Regions from separate parts of the Mus musculus genome. Here region 2 is linked to region 1. The links are chromatin contacts, called in public HiChIP or PLAC-seq maps. All regions are on one chromosome and are shown on one strand. The core of a region is the stretch at or near the end of the contact, and the rest is flanking DNA. Distances in the headings are between cores, read along the strand shown.

What was found. HiChIP or PLAC-seq counts read pairs in DNA pulled down with a chosen protein or histone mark.
Region 2: a contact with region 1 is called in an H3K27ac HiChIP or PLAC-seq map of embryonic stem cells, with 11 read pairs. The contact joins the promoter of Dsn1 here to the enhancer-like site in region 1. A contact is called at or near these places in 1 of 39 promoter capture datasets (macrophages), 1 of 15 datasets of contacts at CTCF or cohesin (the NIH/3T3 cell line), 10 of 484 Hi-C or Micro-C datasets (CD4 T cells, Sertoli cells, embryonic fibroblasts and 4 more), 8 of 115 datasets of contacts at active chromatin or transcription factors (the HPC-7 cell line, the SCID.adh cell line, embryonic fibroblasts and 4 more) and 3 of 9 other capture datasets (adipose tissue, liver and pancreatic islet).

Annotation. Positions count from the first base shown.
Region 1 is chr2:156,966,296-156,972,126 of GRCm38.p6, reverse strand. It overlaps Ndrg3 (N-myc downstream regulated gene 3), which reads left to right. Exons shown (of 16, transcript NM_013865.2): 2 at 1,989-2,090. The coding sequence starts at 2,034. Among named protein-coding and RNA genes, the nearest start is that of Ndrg3, 23 kb to the left of the region's middle. Within about 2 kb of position 4,061, at least 34 of the 459 cell types and tissues checked have an H3K27ac peak or open chromatin away from gene starts, as enhancers often do. A contact at or near this core is called in embryonic stem cells, microglia, pancreatic islet and 2 more, where this site is marked.
Region 2 is chr2:157,005,336-157,011,412 of GRCm38.p6, reverse strand. Dsn1 (DSN1 homolog, MIS12 kinetochore complex component) reads left to right here and starts at 4,338. Exons shown (of 11, transcript NM_025853.3): 1 at 4,338-4,438; 2 at 5,540-5,565; 3 at 5,922-6,077. The coding sequence starts at 5,541. It overlaps Soga1 (suppressor of glucose, autophagy associated 1), which reads left to right. Exons shown (of 15, transcript NM_001164663.1): 15 at 1-971.

The DNA.
Region 1 (5,831 bases), core at 2,812-5,311:
AAGATCATTGAGTTAGGGTTTTTTCCTGCTCTGATAGGTCCAGGGACAAGAAAGAAGGAAGAAAGTGTGGTGCTTTCTCCACAGAGGGAGAACCATGTGGCTGCAGTATCCAGTGCTTACAGCCTATCCAGGGCTGTACGCTGGGGTGAAGGAAGGCTTTCTGCTTAGTTACCTCATCTCCCTCAGCCACCTTCCTTTCTTTGAACTCCACAATGTGGTCCTCCTTACTGGCTACTTATTGCTGTAGAACATATCCTTTTGAAATAAAATTATTTATTATCTTTTATAGTTTCTGTGGGTCAGGAACCCAGAATGCCTTGACAGTACAATTTGGTCAGTGTCTCATATGGTTGCAGTCAGGTGTTTCTATGGCTTAGACATCTAAGCTCTGACTGAGGCTTTAGACTTCTTTTGCAAGATCACTCATGTGGCTAGCAGGTTAGTATTGATGTGTTGGTTCCTCTACGTGGACCTTCAGAGGTCTGTGTGTGCCCTAACAATATACTAGTTTTCTCCCTTGGTGATAGAAATCACAGAAACTAAAATGTCCATGTAAGGGAATTCTAAAAAGTCATATTTTATCACTTCGCTTATGTTCTATGAGTAATGTACGACATTCCTGATTTGTTCAGGTGGGTGATTACATTTGAGTGTGAATATCAAGTATCAAGGATAGTGGACTCTTAGAAGGTCATCTCAGGTCAGCTACCGTTCTCCTTATTACACTGAGATTCCTCAGTAGAGTTGTTGATTTGTTTTCACTGCCCTTGCCATTACTAATTTAGGGTCTGTCTTAGTCAGGGTTTCTGTTTCTGCATAAACATCATGACCAAGAAGCAAGTTGGGGAGGAAAGGGTTTATTCAGCTTACATTTCCACATTGCTGTTTATCAACAAAGGAAGTCAGGACTGGAACTCAGGCAGGTCAGGAAGCAGGAGCTGATGCAGAGGCCATGGAGGGATGTTCCTTACTGGCTTGCTTTCCCTGGCTTGCTCAGCTTGCTTTCTTATTAGAACCCAAGACTACCAGCCCAGGGATGGCACCACCCACAGTGGGCCTTCCCCACTTATTCATTAATTGAGAAAATGCCTAAGAGTTGGATCTCATGGAGGCGTTTCCTTAAGGGAGGCTCCTTACTCTGTGATAACTCTAGCTTGTGTCAAGTTGACACACAAAGCCGGCCAGTACAGGGTCCTATTCTATATCACTAATTTTCAGCTGTTGCCTTCCTTAATCCTCTCTCCACATCGTTGCTTCCAGAAGCATAATTCTGAGAGTATTGTTCTCTTGCCCATCTTTAGGAACCACGATATACACTGCAGACTGCAAAAACTATTGTATCTATTGTTCTTTGTTTAAAATACCACCACAGACATAGTAACCTAAGACAACACACCTTTATTATCTCAAGGTGTCATGTGTCCTTGCTGAGGCTTCAAACAAAGTGTCAGGGTTCTCTCAGCTGAGTCCCCACTGGGAAGGAAGCTATCTCTAGCGTCATGTGCTTGCTGGCAGTATTCAGTTTCTTGTAGAGATTATTGAACCGAGTGTCTCAGTTACTTTCTGTCCTTCCCCTCCCTCTCTTTGCTGTCTTACGGGAAGCTGCCCTTAGTTCCCTGCCACATGGCTCTCTTCTAGTATGCCAGCTGGCTCAATGCAACCAGCAGGGCAGCAAGACAGGTGTTTAAATACTTTGTAATGTACCACATGAAAGCACTCATGTACGTTCTTATTTCCCTCATTCTGTTAGTCAAAAGCAAGACATAGATCCTGCCCCACACTCAGGGGTGGGGTTTGGGGCGCAAAGGTATGAATACCAGAGGGGAAGAACAACAGGCCAGTTGAGAGCCCGTCTGCCTCCACTGTGCGTCTGCTGTGCCCTGTGCAGTACAAGATGTACATGGAGGAAAGTCCAGTATCTGAATGGATGATGTCGTGTTTCCAATGCCAGCGTAAGCATGTTTCCTCTTCCTTCTCTTCTGTTTCAGAGTTCCTGGTTCATCCTTGAGACTCATCTGCTCTGAGCCATCCTCATGGATGAACTTCAGGATGTTCAACTCACAGAGATCAAACCGCTTCTAAATGATAAGGTAACGCCTGTTTCGTTTTAGCTCAAAGATGAGTAGATGGTTTTCTTGTGCTATTAATTAACTTTTTATATATGAGACTACTAAGTAAAATACTTAGCTTGATTCTTATTGATGGGGATACTTTTTGAAACTCATTTCCTAACCTACTCTTTGATGTCTCCCTGACCCTTTGTTTTCCATAGGCAAATTCGGTCATTTTTCTGAAGTTTTTCTATTTTATAGAAAGGAAAAAATAATACAACCAACTTAGATAGAAAGTGTCAAGGTGGTATTTGTTAGGATCCAAATGTTTGACTTTTAGTTTCCATAAGGAGATTTTAACATGCATGGCTAGTGATGTGTACAGGCTCCAGTGCTCTCTCAAAAGTTTGCTGAGTCTGCAATGTGACCATTTTCGTCAGAGATAGCTGTCAGGAGTTTACCTTATTTTTTGGTAGTAAAGGTGTTTGGTTTTTTTGTTTTTTTTTTTTTTCCAAGACAGGGTTTCTCTGTATAGCCCTGGCTGTCCTGGAACTCACTTTGTAGACCAGGCTGGCCTCGAACTCAGAAATCCGCCTGCCTCTACCACATCCAGCAGAGTGTGCCTCATTTTATCTTGGTGTTGGAGAATTTCATGATGAATGGCATACTTGAAAGCCACTAGAACTCAGCAGATCTTTCTTGTCCCTCCCTGTTCAGTGTGCACACCAGAAACTCTTTCCTACACTGTTCTTTTGGCTTACTGTCCTAACGATGCTCTGTTAAATACTTTCTAGCCGGTGTTAGTCTACAACATCCTTAGAGGAAAGAATGGAGAGGGTGTGGTTAGACTGGTGGGCGAGAGGGGATGAGAGAGCGCACCAAAAGATGTCAATGCTAGCTTCTCTCTCTGTCCAAAGCAAGGCCCTTTATAACATCTTACTCTACTGACTTATATTTTTTCTGACTTACATTGCATCCTGGCAGCCCCACCCTCTTCCCTGTGACCTTTTCTCTTTGTCACTCCTTCCTTTGACTTTCACTAGACTTTATGTTCTCTCCTTTGGCAGTCTGTAAACACCTTCTTGACTTCTGCTGACTGCCCCCCACAGTGTTTCCAGAAATCTCTACTCATTAAATACCATTTTTCTGTGTATATGAAGGACTGTACCACAAAGAAGAGGAAGATACTAAAATCTATAGTTATAAAGCGCAGGTCTGGCCACAGAAATGAGTATTCTCAGGGCAGGGGAAAGCAGACAGGTTAGCTTCAGCAAGGAAGTAACCTGACCTCAGAATCAGGTAGGGGAGTGCTTAACAATGCAGATCCCAGACCCCAGCTCCAGACCAGTCTCAGGGGTAAAGACGGTGCCAGCATGACTCAGGCTTGGCTTCTGGTTGGAACTACATGTGGAGATGTAAGAGTCGCTAATGCCAAGCTGTGCCTTCTTACTGACACCTTACGGAACTGGTCTGGGATATAGTGTAGTTGTTTTGTTTGTACTGAGGATTAAACAAAGGAATCCTGGTTGTGCTCAGCCACTAAGCTACTTACAAATAAGGGCATTGCTATCAGATTTGCTTGAATGTTACAGAGTGAATTCTGTCCCCCCAATTTTACACACTGAAACTTTAGCCCCCACCACATGTGACTTTTGGAGAGGAAGCCCTGTGACGGTCAGTTTTAATTGTCAACTTGACGTGATCTAGGATCACCCGGGAAGGCTGTCTTTTGGGATTGGTTATCTAGCTTAGGATGGTCTGTGGGCATGACTGGGGGTTTGTCTTGATTATACTAAGTGATGTGGGAAGATAGCCTAGCAGTAGGCAGCACCATTGTCTGGGGTTGGGTTCTGTATTGCATGAAAAAGGAGAAAGTGAGCTGAGCACTGGCGCTGTGTGTGGACTGGGCTGGGACGGACTGACTGGGGCTGGGACGGACTGACTGGGGCTGGGGCTGGGACGGACTGACTGGGGCTGGGGCTGACTGACTGGGGCTGGGGCTGGCTGACTGGGGCTGGGGCTGGCTGACTGGGGCTGGGGCTGGCTGACTGGGGCTGGGGCTGACTGACTGGGGCTGGGGCTGGCTGACTGGGGCTGACTGGGACTAGGACTGGCTGTTTCAAGTTCCTGCCACCTTGACTTCTCAGCTGCTATGGATTGTAACCTGGTTTGTGAGCGAAAATAAAACCTTCCTCTCCCAAGTTCCTTTTGTCAGGTTTTGTTTTTTTTTTTTTTAATTACAGCAACAGTATAAAACTAAGACAGACTTTAATAGAAGTGATTAAAGTTCAGTAAGATCAGAAACACAGAGCCTAATCTGATGGGTTGGTGGCCTCTTCTTGTTACTGTGTGAGGACTTAGTAAGAAGGCAGCCATTTGTAAAGCAGGAAGAGAGCCCTTATCAGAAACCGAAACCTCTGTCTTAAACCTTGCCGCTTCCTAAACTGTGAGGAATCAACTTTCTGTTGTTGTAGTTCATTGTGGCCAAATAGACTGACTCCAAGCAAAGCCCCACTCCCTAACGGCCTCTGGGCTCTCTTCCATGTGCTGTCCTGCTCCCATGAACTTCACACATTCCATCTTGCTCCTTCCTCCCTGAGACATGTTCCTGTCCCAGTTTCCATTCATGATCGCCCCATGTTCTGACTGAGCAGGCAAGAGTCCCCTTTGAACAATGGCGTTGCCGAGGACTACTGACTCCTTAGCTAGCCCTCCATCTTCCTGACTTCGGGGATTCCCTGGCGTTTGAAAACTGCCAGCTCTGCCCAGTAAGTTGGTACCTTTGTACATGTTGTAAAAGAAGCTGATGAGGAAAATGCCTCTCCTCCGTCTCCATGGTGTCATTTGATGCTCTGGGTGACTCTGTGAGGTAGAGAGCACGGAGAAGGACGTTTCTGTATTGCTGAGTGAACTAAAGCTAAGAAGGAAGTGGCTGGCAAGATTGAGTTCCAGGCACTGCTTGCAGGATTTCTCCGTATTGGCACTGGTGTTTGGACTGGGTGTTGTTTAGGACACTGTTCTACTATGTATTGTAGAATGTTTAGCAACAACGTCAGCCTGTGTCCACTAGATGCTACTAGCCTTCCCTAGCCCCCCACCCAGTGGTGACAACTAAAAAGGTCTCTAGATAGTGCTAAATGGGGTGCAAAGTCCATGAATGATGCTCACTGCTATTAAGAGGAAGCCTCTGGATCAGAACGAGTAGACGCCTTAAGCAACTTTGTTGTTGTTTGGCCTCCCTGTCCCCTCGCCCCCACCTCGGTTTCCTCCCTTCTCCCTTTCTTCATTATGGAGTATGGGCTATCCTGCTATTATTCATTTACTAACTAAGTACTTTTATGTGCCAAGTGCTTTACATGCATTCTCTCTTAATGCTCAGATTTCTCTTTAAAGTACTATAATCTTCACGTAACAGATGACAATATCTGATTGATAGGCCAGCTTGCTCAGTCAGTAAATGGTAGAGCTGGGTCTGAAACCCAAGATTTTCCTATTCTGAAATGTTCTGCCCGCCTGTGTGACCATCTAGACTTGGCCATTGTGACTTTTCTTGTCTCTTTAAGGAACAACCTAGAAATGAATATTATTTTACCCCATCTCTCACTTGATACTTTGCTCTTAGCATAAGATATTGCCAAACCCTTTCAGGCTTCAGGGACCTAAAAGGAATGTACACAGACCCTGTTACAGGGAAATGTGTCCTGGGGTGACCATAAGGAAGCATTTTCCATATATTTTAAGAGAAGCTCATGTTAACTTGTCTTATAACTTGTTGGTATT
Region 2 (6,077 bases), core at 3,089-5,588, 39 kb before region 1:
AATGGCAACTCTGTCCCCATAGTAGAAGCATCACCAGGGAAATTGGCAGAAGTGCAGATTGTTGGCCCCACTGCAGCAGACCCAGATGTCTGGGGCATGAAAGAGCCTCTAGTCATTCTGACTAGACAAGTTTGCCAACAGCAACAGGGTTGTGGGCCCAGGTGAGCTTTCAGTGCAACTTGGGCAGGAACAATGGAAAACAACCAGTCAGCGGGACTCCTAGATTCAGGGCGTCTGGCCCCACACAGAACAGCACTGTGGCATTTCCTCTTTCTGGAAGCTGGAGTGGGGGCAATGGTCTTGCAGGTTTCCTGTTATCTCTCTGGCTCCATCTCAGCCCAGCTCACCCTCCCCGAGTAATCGGTGGTCACAGTAGGCAAGGGGGAGAGTCCCTGGAGGCAGGAGGCCAGAAGGACCAGAGGGCCTCTGCCAAGGGAAAGAAACCTAAGACTGCAAGAACAAAATTCGGTGCCTGCTCACCTCACCCTCCCATGCCACACCTCCTCGTCCTCCTGATTCCAGGGAGACCATGAAGACAGTGCCAAAAATCAGTTCCAACCCCCAGCGCCTAGGGAAGAGCTAGAGACTGCCTCTCCTCTCCATCCTGGCTCCCCGCCTCACCCTGGCCAATACTGTGACGCCCCTCCTGCTCAGCCTGGTTTCCTGGTGAGGGTCCTGCAGTCGTGGGCCCTGCCGGACCACTCAGGAGGGAAGGGACCAAGGGCATCCTTGGGCCAACTGTCCACCTATCCCTTCCACTGTTCTGTCCTTCTCCTCTCCCTTCTGTCACCTCGCCCCCTGCCTTTCTTTCTTTAAAGGCTCCTTCCCAGGACATATTGGGTGGTAGGACAGCATCTGGTCCACCAGCTATCCTTGCCCTGTGTCTTATTTTAGACATGAGAACTGTACAGTGTAAACTTACAAAGTGTTTTTAATGGTTGTAGATTGGAAATAAAGTATGTCATATAAACAGTTGCCTGCTCTCTGATCTTCCCAGCCCATTTGAAAGCTGACACCATTCCACCTGCAGTTTCTCAGAAGGAGGGGAAAACTGGAGCCAGCTGGCTAGTTTGGAATCACCCAGATGGGGCAACCACAGTGGGGTTGGGGGTTGGAGTTTCTGGTGGCTCCTGGCTGGTAACTCAGTGTCTCTCAGGAAGTGTGTCACCACTGCTGAGGAACAAATGCACCACATTCAAAAAGGAGAAAAATAGAACCAGGTTTTCCCATAACAGACTTAAAATAATCTGCTATGGGGAAAAGATACTTTTAGGCATTACAGTGTGGAGTTAACACCCTAAATGTATCCTATCCTACCAGGGTTGTGGACTGAGGATTTGGGAGCTGGACAGTTGTACTTGAGTGTTTCTGGAGGCATGCAGTCAGAAACCAATTAGGCTGTATTTGCACCTTTGTGTATTAGGGGATGGAACCCAGGGTCTGTTTCCTGCATGTTGCAAGGCAAGCTGTTTAGCAGAGAGCTTTAGGCCCAGACAGCCTAAGTTATTTGTGTTTCTAACCAGAGCTTGAAAATTCCTTTACAAAATAACTAATTCACAAACCTGCAAGTCACTGTTGACTATCAAGTAAGAAACTCATTCCTCTGGGCAGCGGTGGCGCACACCTTTAATCCCAGCACTTGGGAGGCAGAGGCAGGTGGATTTCTGAGTTCAAGACCAGCCTGGTCTCCAGAGTGAGTTCCAGGACAGCCAGGGCTATGCAGAGAAACCCTGTCTTGAAAAAAAAAAAAAAAAAAAAAAAAAAAAGCTGGGCATGGTGGTGCACACCTTTAATCCCAGCACTCAGGAGGCAGAGGCAGGCGGATTTCTGAGTTCGAGGCCAGCCTGGTCTACATGAGGGATACAGTAAAGAAGGTGCCAATGCCACCACTCCATAATATGGTTAAGGTTTTTATTGTGAATATAAGACTGGACAGCCAGAGGCCTCTGGAATAGTCCAGAGCAGAGAAAGAAGTAGACTGCACATGGCCAGGGCTTCAGAAGTGGGAGAGAACAGTGGGGATAGCAGTATAGAAAGAGATGGGATAGAGGAGGGGGGAGGAGTGAGAGAGAAGACTCATGGGGGGGGGGTAGGAAGCCCAGGAGCCGGAGGGAGCTTAGGATGGAGGAGGAGGTGAGAAGGGCTAGCCAGTGAAATAGGTACTTTTTTTTTTCTGAGACAGGGTTTCTCTGTATAGCCCTGGCTGTCCTGGAACTCATTCTGTAGACCAGGCTGGCCTTGAACTCAGATATTCACCTGCCTCTGCCTCCCAAGTGCTGGGATTAAAGGCGTGTGCCACCAAGCCCAGCAATAGGTACTTTTGATAGTGATGGGGCCCTGAGAGCAGCATGGGCTTGGCTAACTGGTGAGCACCATAGGTAGCCATAAGTCCCGTTGACAGATGGGAACCAGTCTTACCAGTCTCGGAGGAATGCTGTTTTTTATTTAACTGCCAGAAATTCTCCTATGGTCCAGTTTTAGCTCATTTCTGGATATTTGGACAGCCTAAGACCCAATGCTTAACTTTTATAGATCTCCTTGAGGGTTTGGGGGAGGAGAGGGATGGCTAACAACAGCCAGACCTGTGCCAGCCATGGAGGATATAATAAATGGGCCTGGAAAATAAGATGTTTAGCATCAATTATGGAAGTTGGGAGCCCCAGGGGAGCACACCCAGGGTTGGAATGTTGAGCAGACAAAGGGGATGGTAGTGGATTGTAGGCAGGAAACAGAGGAGAGGCTCAGAGAGAGAAAGCCTGGGAGAAAGAGGCAAAACCAGGCATGGTGGCAATACTTGGGAGGGAAAGACAGGAGGGTCAGAAGTTACAGTGTCATCTTTGGCTATATACTGAGGCCAGCCTGGGGTACATGAGAACCTGCTTTAAAGTAACCAGAAAGGGGGTGGGGAAATGAAGTTAAGAAATGAAACTTTGATGTGGAACAGGGCAAGAATCTGTATGCATCTTATTAACAGAAGGGAGCCACGGAAGACTTCCGAGCAAGGATGTTTACTGGGACTGGATTCCACGAGGCAGTGATCTCAGTGTGTCCCAACATGGCCAGCTCTGGCCGGGAATATTAAGTTCTGTTTTGGGGACATCAACACATGAGGTGCTCCAGGAAGTGATATTCAGGAATAAGAACACACCTCTTCCAGATAGCTGTTGAAACTATTAGACCAGAATGGCAGAGTAGAAACTTCTGGAATACACATTTCTACCTCTTACCAAAAAACTTCCAAGGGACCACAATTACTTCAAAATGGTCAAAATTATCAAAATTATGGTTCAGCTAGCCATCTTCTGCTTTTTTTTTTTTTTTTTTTTTTTTTTTTGGTTTTTTGAGACAGGGTTTCTCTGTATAGCCCTGGCTATCCTGGAACTCACTCTGTAGACCAGGTTGGCCTCGAACTCAGAAATCCACCTGCCTCTGCCTCCCAAGTGCTGGGATTAAAGGAGTGCACCACCACTGCCAGACCCATCTTTTGCTTCTTTGTTTTTTTTGTTTGTTTTTTGTTTGTTTGTTTGAGACAGGGTCTCACTATGTATCCTTGGCTGGCCCGGGTACTAGGCTGGCCTCAAAGACACAGAGATCCTCCTGCCTCTGTCTTCCCAGTACTGGGATTAAAGGCATGCACCACCACAACTGGACCTTTGGAATCTTTCGTACTACTCTCAGTTCACAAGGTTCAGATCTGAAAGGATTCACTTCATTGATGCATGGGGGGCATTCTGATGCCTCTATACCTTGTCCTGAAGAAGACCCTCCCAGGCACGGGACAGTGGAACAGACATGAGCACTGAACATCTAGCGTCAACATAGAAGGGTGGAAGGAGAAAGGAAAGGCTTTCCAGGCAAAAAGCATGCTCGAACAAAGGAACAGAGGCAAGAATTGGCACGGGGTTGTGGCAGTAGGGTTGGCTGTTAACGCTGGCAGGGGGTGTGCTTGAACTTTGCTAGGTACTTAAGGGCCCATGGGAGGGGCCCATGGAGCAGGAAGATAGGCAGGGTACAGACTGAGCTCAGAGCTCCAGTTCTCCCTGGAGAAAGTCACTGTCCAGACTTTTGGAATCAAAGAGATAGAGGGGAAGCCATGGCCTGGAACAGCACCACACCCATAGGTAGGATGTACGGCGGGAAAAGTCAGCAAACTGGTGTTTTGGAGAGGTCAATCCCCAGGCCTGGACGTAGCTGCAGATGTGCTTGATCTGTAGCTGGGTGAAAACGGTAGGACAAGGTGCGCTTGGGCCAGAACGTTAAATCCCGGAGTACGCAGGCGCTCCGCCGGAGGCACGGGTTGCGCGAGCCAGCGCGGAAGGCGGAGGCTGCGCACGCGCAGTTGTTCGGCGGGAGTTTCGTAAGTAGCGGAGGCAGCGGGGAACCCCGAACCGGACTGACGCGGGAGAGGACCTTCTGCGGCGACGCCGAGTTTGCAGAGGTGACCTTGGGCTTACTGGTTCAGGAACGCGGGGAGGGGAGCTGGGCTAGACCGGCGTCACGCTGGGGTTCGGGACCCGGATGTGGTTCTCCCCTGACCCGCCTCTGCCCGGCCCACCGGCCGCTCCCAGCCGCAGGGCCCCGGGGGCTCAGAGACTTTCTCCTGACAGGACGCCTGAAAGAAGGCCACTCCTCGCTCCCGGGCACTGCTGGCGTCCTTGACTCCAGATAGTGGCCTGGGACAGGTCGGAGGGCTGGGGTGGCAGCCGGGGTTACACTGCTGTGCCCCGGGAACCTGGGTCTCCCGAAAGAGTCCCTTACTCAGAGTTGTGGGACCTGTTGTTGATTGGGATAATGACGTCAGAAGGCTGTCACGTGTACAGCCTCAGAAGCGCTTCAATGTCTGTTATCCAAGCTGGAGTCTGTGTGATCACCCACGAGGATTGTGGTGATTTAGATCTTTAGAGTCTTTGTCCTTTCAGTATGGTCCCTCAGCCTCCATTCGCTTTTACCAAGCGTCCTCCACATTCAGCGGTCTTTTGGGAGGGAGACTTAGATGCAAGGTGGCGGGATGGATACTCGACCTTGCCTCTCTGTCTGTTTTCTGTGACAGGTGCTGGAAATGGGGATGTGGTGCGATCTCCAACCAGTTCTATAGAGGAAAGATGTGTGGCCTCCAAATCTGCCAAAGAGAAGTGACTGCGTATTTAAGCAGAGTTAGGGAGGAGGATGACTCTGTTTTATGGGTAGAAGGACAGATGTGGGCAGAGATTAAAAAGTAGGATTTCCAGCCATGGCAAAATCTGGAGAGAGTAAGAAGTGATGCGGGGTTTGTTTGTTTGTTTTCTCGTTTGGAAAACAAAGATCCTAAGACCTTCCACGGAACTGGGGGCTAGTGCCTCACAAAGTGAGGAGCTAAGATAGGTTCTGTAGACCGAGTTCTTGAAGACAGCAGTCAGTGATAGTAATCTTGCTGCTGAGAATCTCGGAGGAGGCAAGTGAGGGCACCTGAAGCATGAGACCTATTATGGGATAGTGAGGCCCCTGTGAGACTGGAGCTCGAACGGATCTCCTCATTTTCCTGTTTTCCTCCTTCATCCAGGATGACGTCAGTGACCAGATCAGAAGGTGAGTTTTACAGTGAAATTCAATGCCTCTTGCTTTGGGAATCAGGCTCCTGAACTATCCCAGAATCCTCCTTGGCTCCTGGTGCCTTTGGAATCACACGTGTGTGGGTTTACAAAAAGGCCTTCTCTAGGTTTCCATCACCAGGGAAATAGGTTTCCCTCCGTCCTCCTTCCCTTCTGCCTAGGCTCCTAGGAAGCTGGTCCTTCAACTGTATACCATCTTATATATTAAAGTTGCTGCAGTTAAAAAGTGGGCGTGTGCATTTTCTGTTGTCACCCTTGGCTTGGATACTTACTGAGGTTTGTATCTGAGGTAGCTTTGATTTTATATTTTGACTTTTCTATAACAAATGCTAGACCAGGAACCCACGATGTCCGAGACTCAGGATCGTCCATTGCAGCCAAGTCTCAAGCCTTTGGAAGCATTGCCTCAATCCTCTGCCTACCAGGAAATGATGACGCAAGGCGTTTCAGAGGAAAAAAACCACCTTGGCTCGAACCCTGGAGAGGGGG